2 separate regions of the Mus musculus genome follow, and region 1 is linked to region 2. A link is a contact called in public promoter capture Hi-C data. All regions are on one chromosome and are shown on one strand. The core of a region is the stretch at or near the end of the contact, and the rest is flanking DNA. Distances in the headings are between cores, read along the strand shown. Region 1 overlaps Cntrl (centriolin). Region 2 overlaps Hc (hemolytic complement).

Region 1 (6,127 bases), core at 3,351-5,850, 190 kb after region 2:
CTAGAGCAGCTGTGGCCCTGTGCTTCTGATGACCTTGCTCTAGGTGACTCTGAGTCAGCCTGTGAGAATAGGGCTACAGTTTGTGTTTCAGAGGACTTCAAGCAAATGAGATGAAACACCTAATCTTTCTTCTGTACCTCCAGGGTTCTGTGTTTCTAAGACATAAAACTTTTAGAACAAAAACCTGTTTACTTTTAAGATGTCAGTCTTTTTTTAAAGATTTATTTATTTATTTCATGTATGTGGGTATACTGTCCTTGTCTTCAGGCACACCAGAAGAGGGTATAGGATCCCATTACAGATGGTTGTGAGCCACCATGTGGTTGCTGGGAATTGAACTCAGAACCCCTGGAAGAACAGTCAGTGCTCTTAACCACTGAGCCACCTCTCCAGCCCCCAAGATGTTAGATTCTTAAATTTCTCTGTGTTAAAATTTTTTCAGAATTTTTTCTAAGTTTTGAACTTGTCTGAATATTTGATACAGTAACAAAGGCAGATTAATTCTTGAGTCCAGCACCTTCATTTTCTCGACAGCCCTGGGTTACTTGCAGAGCAGCGTTTATTCCTGCCTCGGTGGCAAGGCCGGGAAGCTCTCACTGTGGTCTCACCATCTACTTGTTAGGCGCTAAGACAAGGAAAGCCAGGAATTAACTTCTAGTCCTGGGTACCTTCCTCTAAGTTTGCTGAGAGGATAAAGGAGGTGGCACTTTTCAGACTTGGTGGGCTCTGGACTGACACCGTCACCTTAGGAAGTGGCTCTGTGAGGTGTTTCCGTGTGTTCTTTTGCCTAAAGGACCTGATCCACACCACCAAGTGCCAGAACGAGTTGCTCAATGAGCAGACGCAGCTGCAGGAGGACATCAGCAAATGGATGGCCAGGTTAGAGAGCTGCCAGAAAGAGACGGAGACAAAGGAACAGCAAGTCCAGCAGCTCCAGGATGAGATCAGAGAGAGCAAGCTCCGGCTGGACCAGCAGGAGATGGTACTGTGCTCAGAGGGGTACTCGCTTCCCGGGGCTCTGGGCTTCCCACCTCCCCACCCAGGTCACACTGCCCATGTGCACCTTCTCTGGGACTCTTTGGTTAATATAACTGATAGGTTGTTAAGTCATCCAGCACTCATCCTGTAAAGAGCTTAGTGGCCACATGCTAGTTAATTAGCGACCTGTATCTTCTCACAGTGGCCAGGTGGCTTCATCGTTACAGAGGCACTGGCATTTGTTCTGTCTGTCTGTCTGTCTGTCTGTCTGTCTCCCCTTCTCTGTAAGCGCTTCTCTCTTTGGAACTGGAATCTGAGGATCATCTGGGACATTTGTTCTTTTAATGATCGACTCAGGTTATTGTCTCTCTATTCAGATGTTTCAAAAACTCCAGAAAGAAAGAGAACGTGAGGAGCAGAAGTTCGAGGCTGGTAAAGTGACGCTGGAGCAGCAGCAGAGGCAGCTGGAGAAGGAGCTGACGGACCAGAAAAGCAGGCTGAAGCAGCTGCTCACAGACGTGTCGGCAGCTGAAGGACGCCTGGGAACCCTGCAGGAAGAGGAGCGGCGCATTGAGGGCCTGGAGAGGATGCTGTCCCAGGCCAGTAAGTCCACGGCCACCATCCAGGGAAGGGTGGGAGCGGGGCTGTCCTGGTCGTCTGGTGAAGTATGTGAGGAAGACCCAGACCTGGCCACCCCAGGAGGAGGCAGGAGAGCCAAAGCAGGAAGGAAGGCAACAGCCCTGGGAAGGATGGCCAAGGACGCAGGGAGGTAGGGCGAATGTATCTTTATGGTGAAGTTTGACCCTGAGACTGGCCAATGTGTCTCTTCGTGCCCTTGAACCGTGCACAGGAAAGCAGGACATTACAGTGGGATGTTAGAGTCTCTGAAGGACAAGTTATTTGGGAGTAGTGACCTCAGCTATTGGGAAACACAGTGTCAGCAGCCGAAGGTTGAATGCATGAGCTAAGCTAGAGTTGGATTTACTTTGGAGTCAGTTTGCTCTCCCTTGGCGAAACTTTCTTGAGCCTGTGGAGTAGGCCGCAGACTTGTGCGAGCCAGTACTAGAGGGAAACAGCAGAGTAGGGAACATTCCACTCACTAACAGGCAGCCTGCACTAAGGAGCACAGGGCTCTGCCCACAGCTGGCCCAGGGCCACGGCCAACCCTACTAAGTGTGCACACTCACATTCCAGAACAGCAGCTTTCAGAACGGGAGCAGCAGCTAATGGCCAAGTCAGGTGAGCTGCTGGCCCTGCAGAAAGAGGCTGACGATATGAGGGCCGACTTCAGCCTCCTGAGGAACCAGTTCTTAACAGAAAGGAAGAAGGCAGAGAAGCAGGTGGCCGGGCTAAAGGAAGCACTGAAGATCCAGCGCAGTCAGCTGGAGAAAAACCTCCTGGTGAGTGTTTGCTGCCCTGGGAGTGTAGGGAAATCAATACGTTTACCCGACTTGACACATGCATTTTTCTTATACACAGCTTCATTATGAAGAAAATAAATCATCCATCAACCCAGGCCCTACCCCAGTGGTTATTATTGGTGTATTTTGTCATAATTGATTGTTGAAGCACACAGTGAGTCTTGGCTGCCAGCAGCCATCCTGTGGACAGCACAGCACAGTAGGGAGCTCTGCCCTCTGCTCAGCCCACTGCAGGCTCTAGGCATTGGGTTGGTAGGCACCTTTGCAGAGCCTCAGGCAGCCTGTTTGTGGCAATCTGCCCTTTTTGTTCAGCATTAATTTTTATCAAGCGTTAAAACCAGGAAGCCTGGTCTACCATGCTTTTACCCATGACCTAAGGGGTGGGGTGGTGATGACATCAGTCAGAGCAGTGTGCACAGTGTTTCCAGGAGTGGCTGTTTCCAGCGCTCTCTGGAGGGACTAGTAGAACTGCTGTATGAAGGAAATCTGATGCGTTATCAGAAGGTGGTGTGCTTTAACTAGGACTTGGGCAGGATGATCGGAAAGATAGATTTAAGCTGGCCATGGTGGCCCAGTCCTCTAATCCCAGACTCAAAACCAGAGGCTGGAGGATCTCTGTGAGTTCGAGGCCAGCCTGGTCTTACAGTGAGTTCCAGGCCAACCAGAGCTACACAGTGAGACCCTGTCTCAAATCAATAAATGATAATCCCTACAGCCCCTGAAGGATGTTGCCCTTTCATGGGTCACTGATGGGGCTGAGGGAGGGGAAGGTGACTTGTCAGAGGTACTGCTAAAGATTTGGCTTCAAACACTGGATTCAAATTCTCCCAGTCACACTACACCTGCCTCCAGAATGCTCCATTTCACAGTTGTAGAAACTGAGGTCTTTACATTGCTGGTGAGTGTGGAACCCGTGTGTGTCTGCAAAGTCCTTTGCCTCCCTGCATGCTAGGAGCAGAAGCAGGAGAACAGCTGCATGCAAAAGGAAATGGCTACAATTGAGCTGGTGGCCCAGGACAACCACGAGAGGGCCAGGCGCCTCATGAAGGAGCTGAGCCAGATGCAGCAGGAGTACCTGGAACTCAAGAAACAGGTGTGCACCCCAGAACCCCAGCTGACCAGCCCGGGCCACTGTGCGGGCACAGGCAGGGTTTATTGTTGTCAGTATCTCTTTAACAGGAATGTGGGACTTGTGAAAGCTGACTGTAAAGAGTGTTCTTCAAGTTAATTTTTTTCTTAGCCTTAAAATTTAGACATAAACTTAAGGAAAAAGAATTGGTTGAAAATCTACTCTTAAAATTAAATGAACTAGCTTTTTTTTAAAAAAGATTTATTTATTTTTATTATATGTAAGTACACTGTAGCTGTCTTCAGACACTCCAGAAGAGGGAGTCAGATTTCATTACGGATGGTTGTGAGCTAGCATGTGGTTGCTGGGATTTGAACTTCGGACCTTCGAAAGAGTAGTCGGGTGCTCTTACCCACTGAGCCATCTCACCAGCCCATGAACTAGCGTTTTAAAGTGATCTTATTTATTTACAGATTTATGGTTATGTGTGAATGTGTACGTGTGTGCGCCCACACCGTGGTGAGCATGAGGAGGTCAGAAGACAACTTGTGGGAGGCCGTTCTGCTCGTGAACTGGGCTCTGAGGATTCAGTTCGGTGTGAGGCTTATTAACAAGTGCCTTACCTGCTAAGCCAGCTCAGCTGACTGGCTTTAAGTGGGTGTGCAGGCCCAGGACCTGAGTGTGCTGGTGGATATGTGTGTGGGAGTGGGAGGAGCCTTGGCTCTCATTCTCAGGAATGCCAGCATGTGTTTAGATGGACTGGCCTGCAGTGAGCCCCCATGCCCAGCACGGTTATGTGTGTTCTGGGGCTTGAGCTCAGGTCTTCATGCTTGCAAGTTTACTGGCTGACTTTTTGTGTTGTGTGTGTGCATGCGCACCCATGCCCTTGTCTGTAGCAATATACATCTGTACACATACATGTGGAGGGCAAAGATCACACGCAGGCGCCATTCCTCAGATGTCCACCTTGCTTTTTGACAAGATTCCCATCTTAGAGTTTCTGTTGCTATGCTAAAAGACCATGACCAAAAGCACCTTGGGAAGGAAGGGGTTAATTTCAGCTCGCAGCCCTCAGGCCACACTTCATCAGGACAGGAAGTGAAGCATGCCTTGGAGGAACTTGGAGGAACTCTGCTTACTGGCAGGAAGCTGCTTACTAGCGTTCTTCTCATGGCCTGCTCAGACTGCTTTCTTGTACAACTCGGGACCATCAGCCTAGGAGTGGCCCCGCCACAGTCTGTGGGACCCCCTCCTCCCCACACACACATCAGTCAGCAGTCATGAAACCGCCTGATGCACTCACCTATAGGCCAGTCTTAGGGAGGCATCTTCTCAATTGAGAGGCCCTTTTCCCAAATGACTATAGCTTGTGTTAAGCTGACATAAAACTAACTAACTCACTAGCTCTCACTGGGACCTGAGGCTTACCAATTAGGATATGCCCCATCCACGAACCTGTCTTTATGCCCTAGCACGGAGGTACAGGCACATGCCACTATACTAGCTTTTATGGGAAAGCTGGAAATCCAACTCTAGTCCTCGTGCCCAGCAAGCACTGCACTAATGGAACCTTCTCCCCAGCTGTTTCTGTTGATTGTTTGCTGTGAGTGTGGGTGTTGCATGCACTTAAATGGTTCATGTAGAGAGCCAGGGAAGAGCACTCGATATCTTCCTCTAATTGTTCTACTGCCTTGCGACAGGGACTCTCACTGAAACTTAAGCTCACTGCTAGGCTAGGCTGGCTGGCCAGTGAGCCCCAAAGACTGACCTGCCTCTACCTCCCTAGTCCTGGAATGACAAGCATGGTCCCTCACCCAGCCTTGTGGGTTCTGAGGATTGAACTCGGGTCCTGATGCTTGCAAATCAAGAACTGCGTGTACTAACTGAGCCTGTCCAGGGTGTGTGATCTTCCAGGTAAGACGCACTAAGCGACTCAGTTCTAAGTCCTGATGTTTGACCCCACCACCCTGCTTAGGTAGCAAACCAGAAAGACTTGGAGAGGAGGCAGATGGAGGTCAGTGACGCAATGAGGACGCTGAAGTCGGAGGTGAAAGACGAAATCAGAACCAGTCTGAGGAACCTCAACCAGTTCCTTCCAGAACTTCCAGCAGATCTAGCGTCTATTTTGGAAAGAAATGAAAACTTAAGAGAGTTGGAAAGCTTGAAAGAGAACTTCCCGTTTACCACAAAAGAGAGGATTTTTGAAGAAAAATCCAACTTTCCCCAAGTTCACATCATGGTAACGTTTGTCCAGCTGTCCCGGGCTTCAGAGTGAGAATCTGATTCCCGCCTCCCCCGAGAAAGCTAAAAACAGATTTGGGAGCACCAGGGAGGGAGGGAAAGATGGTTGGCTCCCACCTGTGGCAGTCGGTGACTCATTGGTCTCCTTTTCTCTCTGAAAAAGGATGAACACTGGCGTGGAGAAGCACTCCGTCAAAGGCTGCGCCGCCATGAAGATCAACTCAAGGTTGCCTCTTAAAAAACCAGAGAAAGTCCCTGTGAGATAATTGGCACTTGGCAAGAGTAGGGAAAGATTTCCATGTGCAGTCTACTGCAACACTCAGGAGGATGCTTATAGATCACACTTAAGACGTTCAGAGAAGCTGACATTACAGATAGCAAATGGCTATCAGCATTCAAGCCCATCTGAATTCTAGGG
Region 2 (6,260 bases), core at 2,542-5,041:
CCAACAGTTACCTGGCAATAACCAGGTAGGCCTGGCTTGCTATAAGAGGGGCTGTTTGGCTCCTCCTCTCTCTCTCTGCCCTTCTCTGACTCTCTGGCTCTTTTCTCTCCCCAACCCCTTTTGTACCTCTTCCCCCTCCCCCTCTCACCTCATGTGTTCCTGGCAGGCCTCTTCCTCTGCTTCCTCCTCCTCTTTCTCCTCCTTTTGCTCCTCCTCCTCTTCTTCCTCCTTCTTCTTCCTCCTCTTGCTCCTCCTCTTCTTTCTTCTTCCTCTCTCTCTCTCTCTCTCTCTCTCTCTCTCTCTTCTCCCTTCTCAACTCTTCTTCCCATGTCCCCATATAAACTATTCTATACTAGACCCATTGTATGGCTGGTACCTCAGGGCGAGGGACACCTCAGCACGGGCCTGCTGAGGCACCCCTCCCATCTCATCATACTGTGCTCTACAAAACATATCCTGGTTTTTTTTTTTTTGTTTTTGTTTTTTTTAATAAAACACAATGCACTAGCTAGCCTGTTTTGTTTAATGTATGTTTAGAGGATCAAACTCAGGTTTTCATGCTTGCAAGTCAAGAATATTATCAGTTGAATCGTCTCTTTAGCTCTGTAAAGATACAGCTCAATCTCCCAATAAAAGTTAAAGATCATGTCACTGGTATTCTTGTCTCACTAACTCTATAGAACCAGTCTCAGGTGTAGGAAAAGTCCATAGACACTTAACCCAGACTTGTCTTGTGTCTTCAGGAACCTTCAGATTTGGCTGATAAATAGTTATCTCTCCAGGCAGGGATTTTCACTTCTGAGAGGTCTCTGCATGGCCTCTCAGGGGGCACCTCTGAAATGGTATGCCTGTGTGTGAGAGAGGGGAGCGGCCCCTGACATGGACATTGGCCTTGGTGTCTGTATGAGCTGGCCTGGTGGGTGAGGTCAGTCTACAGTGTTCTTTGTGTACTGTGGCCAAGGCCAGACAAAACACACGAAGAAAAAAAAAAAAGAAAAGAGTGCCTCTATTATCCTGTTTGAGCAGAGAATAAAAAACAAGAACATTGTTTAAACCACAAGACGACCACATCCCCTTCTTCTGGCTAATATGAGAGCCAGAGGCATCTTTTTTTTTTCCAACTAGAAGAGAGTCAAGATGCCTATTATAGGATTGCTCCTGCATTCAGCCTAGAGAGGAGCTCTGCTCCCTAGAATGGCCCCCTACCACAGCCCAAGTCCCATAAGTCTTTGCTAATACCCACCCCACGATGTGTTCTTCCTCAGCAAAGTCAACAGATTCTATCCAAGTACAACTGTTCCTGGTTGAACTGACTACATGGTCTGTAGCTTTAGATTCTGAAAGTGGCTTGAAACATCCCAGAACACAGGCTGACCAGTCTCTCTTTAAATTCATGTCAAGAAACTCCAGTGGATTCCTCCCACTGAGGGACAGTACCTTATCCACCCCTCGTCTGCTCAGTTTCTCTTGTTCTAGACAATCCCATTCCTTGCATGCCTCTGTTGGCTTTTTCCATCCTGAGTCTGCATGATCTTTCTGCTGGTTTCTGAGACATGAGCTTTCTCGGCACATCTGCTCACCGACTAGCTTCTGCTTCACATAGTCTGCCTCCTGCTGATGGTCATGGTCAAGGGGGGCTATGCTGCTGCCCAAGGGTCAAATCCACTGAGCTCCCTATGTGTTGTCCCCCGCTGTGTTTGGACTACGTGGTTGCAGAGCAGCTAGCTGCTACAGAGGCCACATGACCTGGGTCGCCTGCCGTGTTTACAGAAGCTTCATTCCAGGCCGCAACAAAGATGATCAAGCAATATGCTTATTAAAACCAGCCCTGGGCTGGTGAGATGGCTCAGTGAGTAAGAGCACCGACTGCTCTTGCAAAAGTCCTGAGTTCAAATCCCAGCAACCACATGGTGGCTCACAACCATCTGTAACGAGATCTGACTCCCTCTTCTGGAATGTCTGAAGACAACTACAGTGTACTTATATATAATAAATATATAAATCTTTAAAAAAAAAACCCAGCCCTTCTGTCCCTCTTCCTCCTCTACCTTCTTCTCTTCTTCCTCCTTCTCCTTCTTCGACATGGTCTGAGACTCACCAAAACAAGGATGGTTGGTCAGAGAGCTCTTTTAACCCACCTGTCCCCACCTGCCCAGCAACGGGGTTACAAGTATATGTCACCACTCCCCACACTTTATAGAGTCTGGGAATTAAGTTTTCCTGACTCTGCCATCTGCCCACCAGAAGATGAACTTCTTAAATCTCAATTATTTATGTGTCAGGTTAGCTTTTCCTTAAGAAAAATCTAGACTTTTCCTCAGAGTTACTTTTGGACACACTTATGATAAAAGAAGATTTTAAACCAGGACTTGGACGAACTGCTTCTGTGTTTCTCGGCATTCGCTTCAGAGCGCTCCTCTATGGAAACTGTTGCCGTTCTGGCTAACCTCTGGGGTGACTTGCTTATGTGTCTCGCTTCTGCTTTGAAGGCCCTCATGCCCCCTCACCTCGCTAGGTCCTGCACCCTTCCCTCAGAAGCTATGGATGGCATCCTCAGCTCTCTTTACATTTATAGACCCCACTGCTGCATGCATGCCTGCCTTTGTTTCTGTTTCCTGTTTCTCACCATGAGAGTATTAGATAATTTTAGCACTGTAGAGAGAAACATCTAGGCCCCTTGTTTTCTCAGACTATCAGAGGGATTTAGGGAGCTAAATCTACCAGTTAGGGGCCAAGCTGAGTCTAGGACTTGGATCTTGATATTCTTCAACATCTGTTGGTAGGGTAGCCCACAAGCAAGAGCTTCCTGGATCCCTGTCAAGTTCTTGGCATCGTGACAGACACTGGAAAATAAGGTGAAGAGAATGCTCTCAGACCTTACCTGTTGGGAGCCATTTCGCTGCTTCTCTGAAGCAGAGGGAAAAAATAGAAAGTAAAAGTCTGCTTGGCAGGCAGAGTCAAGGCAGGTCGGGACCTGTCACCTGTCGGCAGATTTCCCGGCCTGCTGAGGCAATGGAACCGTGAGAGGTACACCTGAGGTGCAAGGCTAGGGGCTGAAGATTCCATTAACCTTGGTGGAAAAGCAGAGGCCTTTGGGGCGGGAACGGATATTTTCTGTACGTTTAAGCGAATTGTTTCTGTTAGCTTGTGGCTTTGTTTCCCACAATGCTGTAAAATATATAAAGCCTAAGAGAATTAAAGTGGAGGCTGCCGCAGTGCTGACCAGACAGCCCTTCCGATGTCTAAACTTTGTCTCTGAGTCTTCTTTTCCATCTTTCTCTTATATATATATATTTTCCATCTTTCTTATAATCATCCGCACTCCCCCCTCAGAGGACTATTCCTTTGTACCAGCTGAACCAGCACACTTGCCCATGTGGAGCTCATAATGGATTCAGGCTGCCACACGCTACACAATTCTATAAGATTAAACGATGGCAGGTGTGCAAGAGTCTCGGAGGAGGAGTGCAGGCTGAGTCAGGATTTGGCTCAGTCTGGGGTGTCACAAAACGTGACTAAAGGAAGCATGCTCAGAAGGTGTCGGGTAGAGGAGGAGATGACACACGCTATCAACAGTTCAGCTGCATTTATGGCTTCATCTGGTGACTGTGGTCTGGCCTATTTGCCACCACAGTTGGGGACAGAAGCCTAATAGCCTGGAGGCCTGTGCCATGGAAGCAGGGCCCCCGCTACCCTCAGCAAGGAGAGGCAGGGGCCAGGCGCAGGCACAATTAGCTGGAGCCCTTCCACTCTTGCTTGGCATCGTGGTTGCATGCGCACTGTGGGCAGTGACACAGAAGTTCCTGGAAGTAGAAAAGTCTCTGCCAATAATGAGACACGCTGCCTTGCTAGTCTCGATGTGGTGAAGGGTAGATTCCTTTTGTCCTTGTTGCCTAGTCAGCGACCTATTTACACGTTTCTTATGTTAATTCAGTTAGCCTATGCTTTAAGAAACTCTGGTTACATTGGCTTTCATCTGAAAAATCTAGTAGAGGGCTGGGCAGGAGTGTGGACCTGGGATACCCCGGGGGTTTGCTGTATGTTTTGGAGCCTCCATTTTGGCAACTCTAAAATGGTGATTATGAGCATCCCTGTACTTTGGGAGACTCTGGAGCCACTGAGTGGGGATCTCTACGTGAACTCCTGAGACCTGAAGTGCGACACATGATGTCACTTGAAATCTAACCTCTGTGTAAGTCATTTGTGTACAGCACAGACTGAGGATCCAAGAGAGACTAGGTCCGGGCCAGAATGACAGTCTCCAGAGTCTTGGTTTCCTTTCCCGGGGCTTTTGCACGGGGCTTTGTCTTCTGGTAGAGCAATTACTGGCAAGAGTAAGTTCCAGGGGAAATGGATACTGAGAGGGAGAGGCAGCTGGGAGAGCAAAAGGCTTTCCTGTCAGGGGCACAGAGAAAGCAAGAGTGCAGAGCAACTCCCCTGCCTGCTCAGGAGGCCAGGCTGGGGGTGGCCTTCCCGGGTCAAGGTCCTCTACTGACAGATCTCTCCCATCCCCTGGGTGTGCCTGAGGCTGAGCCAGCATAAAATAACACCATTTTCAACACAGTTGAGTGCAAAGTCAAGATTTTATGGCATTTTCTGTCCTTGGTATTTTTCTTTCAAGCAAGGATATGTTTTGATAAGGGGCTACAGTTTCAGTGGGTCTCTTCTTCCGGCCCCAACCAACACCCCTGACTGCTAACTTTACAGACTTGTTTCAGTCTATTGGCACTGACATCTGATAGCCTTGGGGGACCTGTTTTCGCCTCCCCTCAAGGCTATCCATTTCACAAAGTCGTAACTCATCAGCTTGTGCTTTACTCTAAAGAAAGTGTATCTGATTCTAGGCTAGGTTTCCAAGCCAGAGGAGGAGCAATCCCCCCGCCGCAGGAGGAATCTTCGTGCAGCAGAACTTTTCATTCACAGCTGTTTAAAAAGAGGTCTTCAGCAAAGTTATTCAAATTCTCTACAAATGCTTGACAGGATGGACACGTTGTGTCTGTGGGCCAATATTCAATCCAGGTGGAGGAATCTAGAGGGTATATATACCTAGCAAGGCAAAATGGAAACAGTGTTGGTATTGGTAATGGTGCAGCAATGTTCCATACTTAATGGAAGCCAGAGGTCAACCTTGGGTGTTCTTCCTCATGCACTGTCTACATTTTTTTTTTTGAGACAAAGCCTCTTAATGGCCTAGAACTTGCCAGCAGGTGAGACGGCCTGACATGTGAGCCCCAGGGATCCATCCACCTGTCTGTCTCTCCAGCGCTGAGACCAAAAGTGTGCACCACTTAGTGTGTGTTTGTCTTTTTTAAAAAAGCTGATTATTTATTATGTATTTAATGTGTGTGGCTGTTTTGTCTGCCTGTATGTTTGTGCGCCACACATGATGTCTGGTGCCTACGGAGCCCAGAAGAGAGAATACAATCCCCTGGAATTGGAGTTCCAGGTTATTGTAAGCCATCATATGGGTGCTGGGAGTCGAACCTGGAGTCTTTGGAAGAGCAGCCTGTGCTTTCAATCACAGAGCCATCTTTCCAGACCCAATGCCTGCTTTTGTTTTTGTTTTTTTTGTTTTGATATAGTTCTTCTGGTCACTGACGCCAGTTCTTCATGCTTGCCCAGCAAGGACTTTACTGATGAAGCTGTCATCTCAGCTCAGAAGGCCAGCTCTTTACAGATAATAAGGTGCATATTTAAACATCCTATTTACACTTAGAATTCTTTGCATATGAGGGTGCAGGCTGGTGGATGTAGACATGTATTCTCAATTTCCATCAGGCTCTTGGTTGGTTGATCCCTCAGCCAAGGCTTTAGGTACAGTGATGGTAGCCAATTCTAATGATTCACTTGCTGGTCGAAATTAAGGTACCAATGGAACGCGAATGTATTAAAGGACAGTGAAGCCAGAGAGGCAGTTAATGCTGGTGACTTACTTGAAACTGAAATTGTGTTTGATCTGCAGAACCTCTTTGCCCATGATTAAATACTGCTTCCCTTTCACCAGGTTGGCATTGGTACAGCTCATCTTTTTAATGAAGGTGACCTCCGAATTCTCATCAGCAGCTTCCCCTGAGACATACACACAAGGCAGCTTATCACAGTCACATTAATCTTTAGTTATGACCTCTCTCGAGCTGCTCCTATCCTCAGAGAGGTGAAAATTGCTGAAGATGTTCTACTCCTGTGGTTGACTGAGACTCTGGAGCCAGACTGTCCGGGTTAAAACCCAGCAGTGCTGGTTCCCACTGCGTGGCTCTGGC

What was found. Capture Hi-C pulls out chosen DNA fragments and counts their contacts.
Region 1: a contact with region 2 is called in a promoter capture Hi-C map of adipose tissue. The contact joins two enhancer-like sites. A contact is called at or near these places in 1 of 39 promoter capture datasets (liver) and 2 of 9 other capture datasets (adipose tissue and liver).

Annotation. Positions count from the first base shown.
Region 1 is chr2:35,169,666-35,175,792 of GRCm38.p6, forward strand. It overlaps Cntrl (centriolin), which reads left to right. Exons shown (of 44, transcript NM_001379274.1): 36 at 794-982; 37 at 1,356-1,581; 38 at 2,173-2,378; 39 at 3,352-3,492; 40 at 5,444-5,707; 41 at 5,873-5,935. Among named protein-coding and RNA genes, the nearest start is that of Rab14, 28 kb to the right of the region's middle. Within about 2 kb of position 4,601, at least 58 of the 459 cell types and tissues checked have an H3K27ac peak or open chromatin away from gene starts, as enhancers often do. A contact at or near this core is called in adipose tissue, where this site is marked.
Region 2 is chr2:34,978,765-34,985,024 of GRCm38.p6, forward strand. Hc (hemolytic complement) reads right to left here. Exons shown (of 41, transcript NM_010406.3): 40 at 5,934-6,069; 41 at 4,565-5,046. The coding sequence ends at 4,914. It overlaps Gm52552 (a long non-coding RNA gene), which reads left to right. Exons shown (of 3, transcript XR_003954034.1): 3 at 5,583-5,659. Among named protein-coding and RNA genes, the nearest start is that of Gm46733, 19 kb to the left of the region's middle. Within about 2 kb of position 3,792, at least 75 of the 459 cell types and tissues checked have an H3K27ac peak or open chromatin away from gene starts, as enhancers often do. A contact at or near this core is called in adipose tissue, where this site is marked.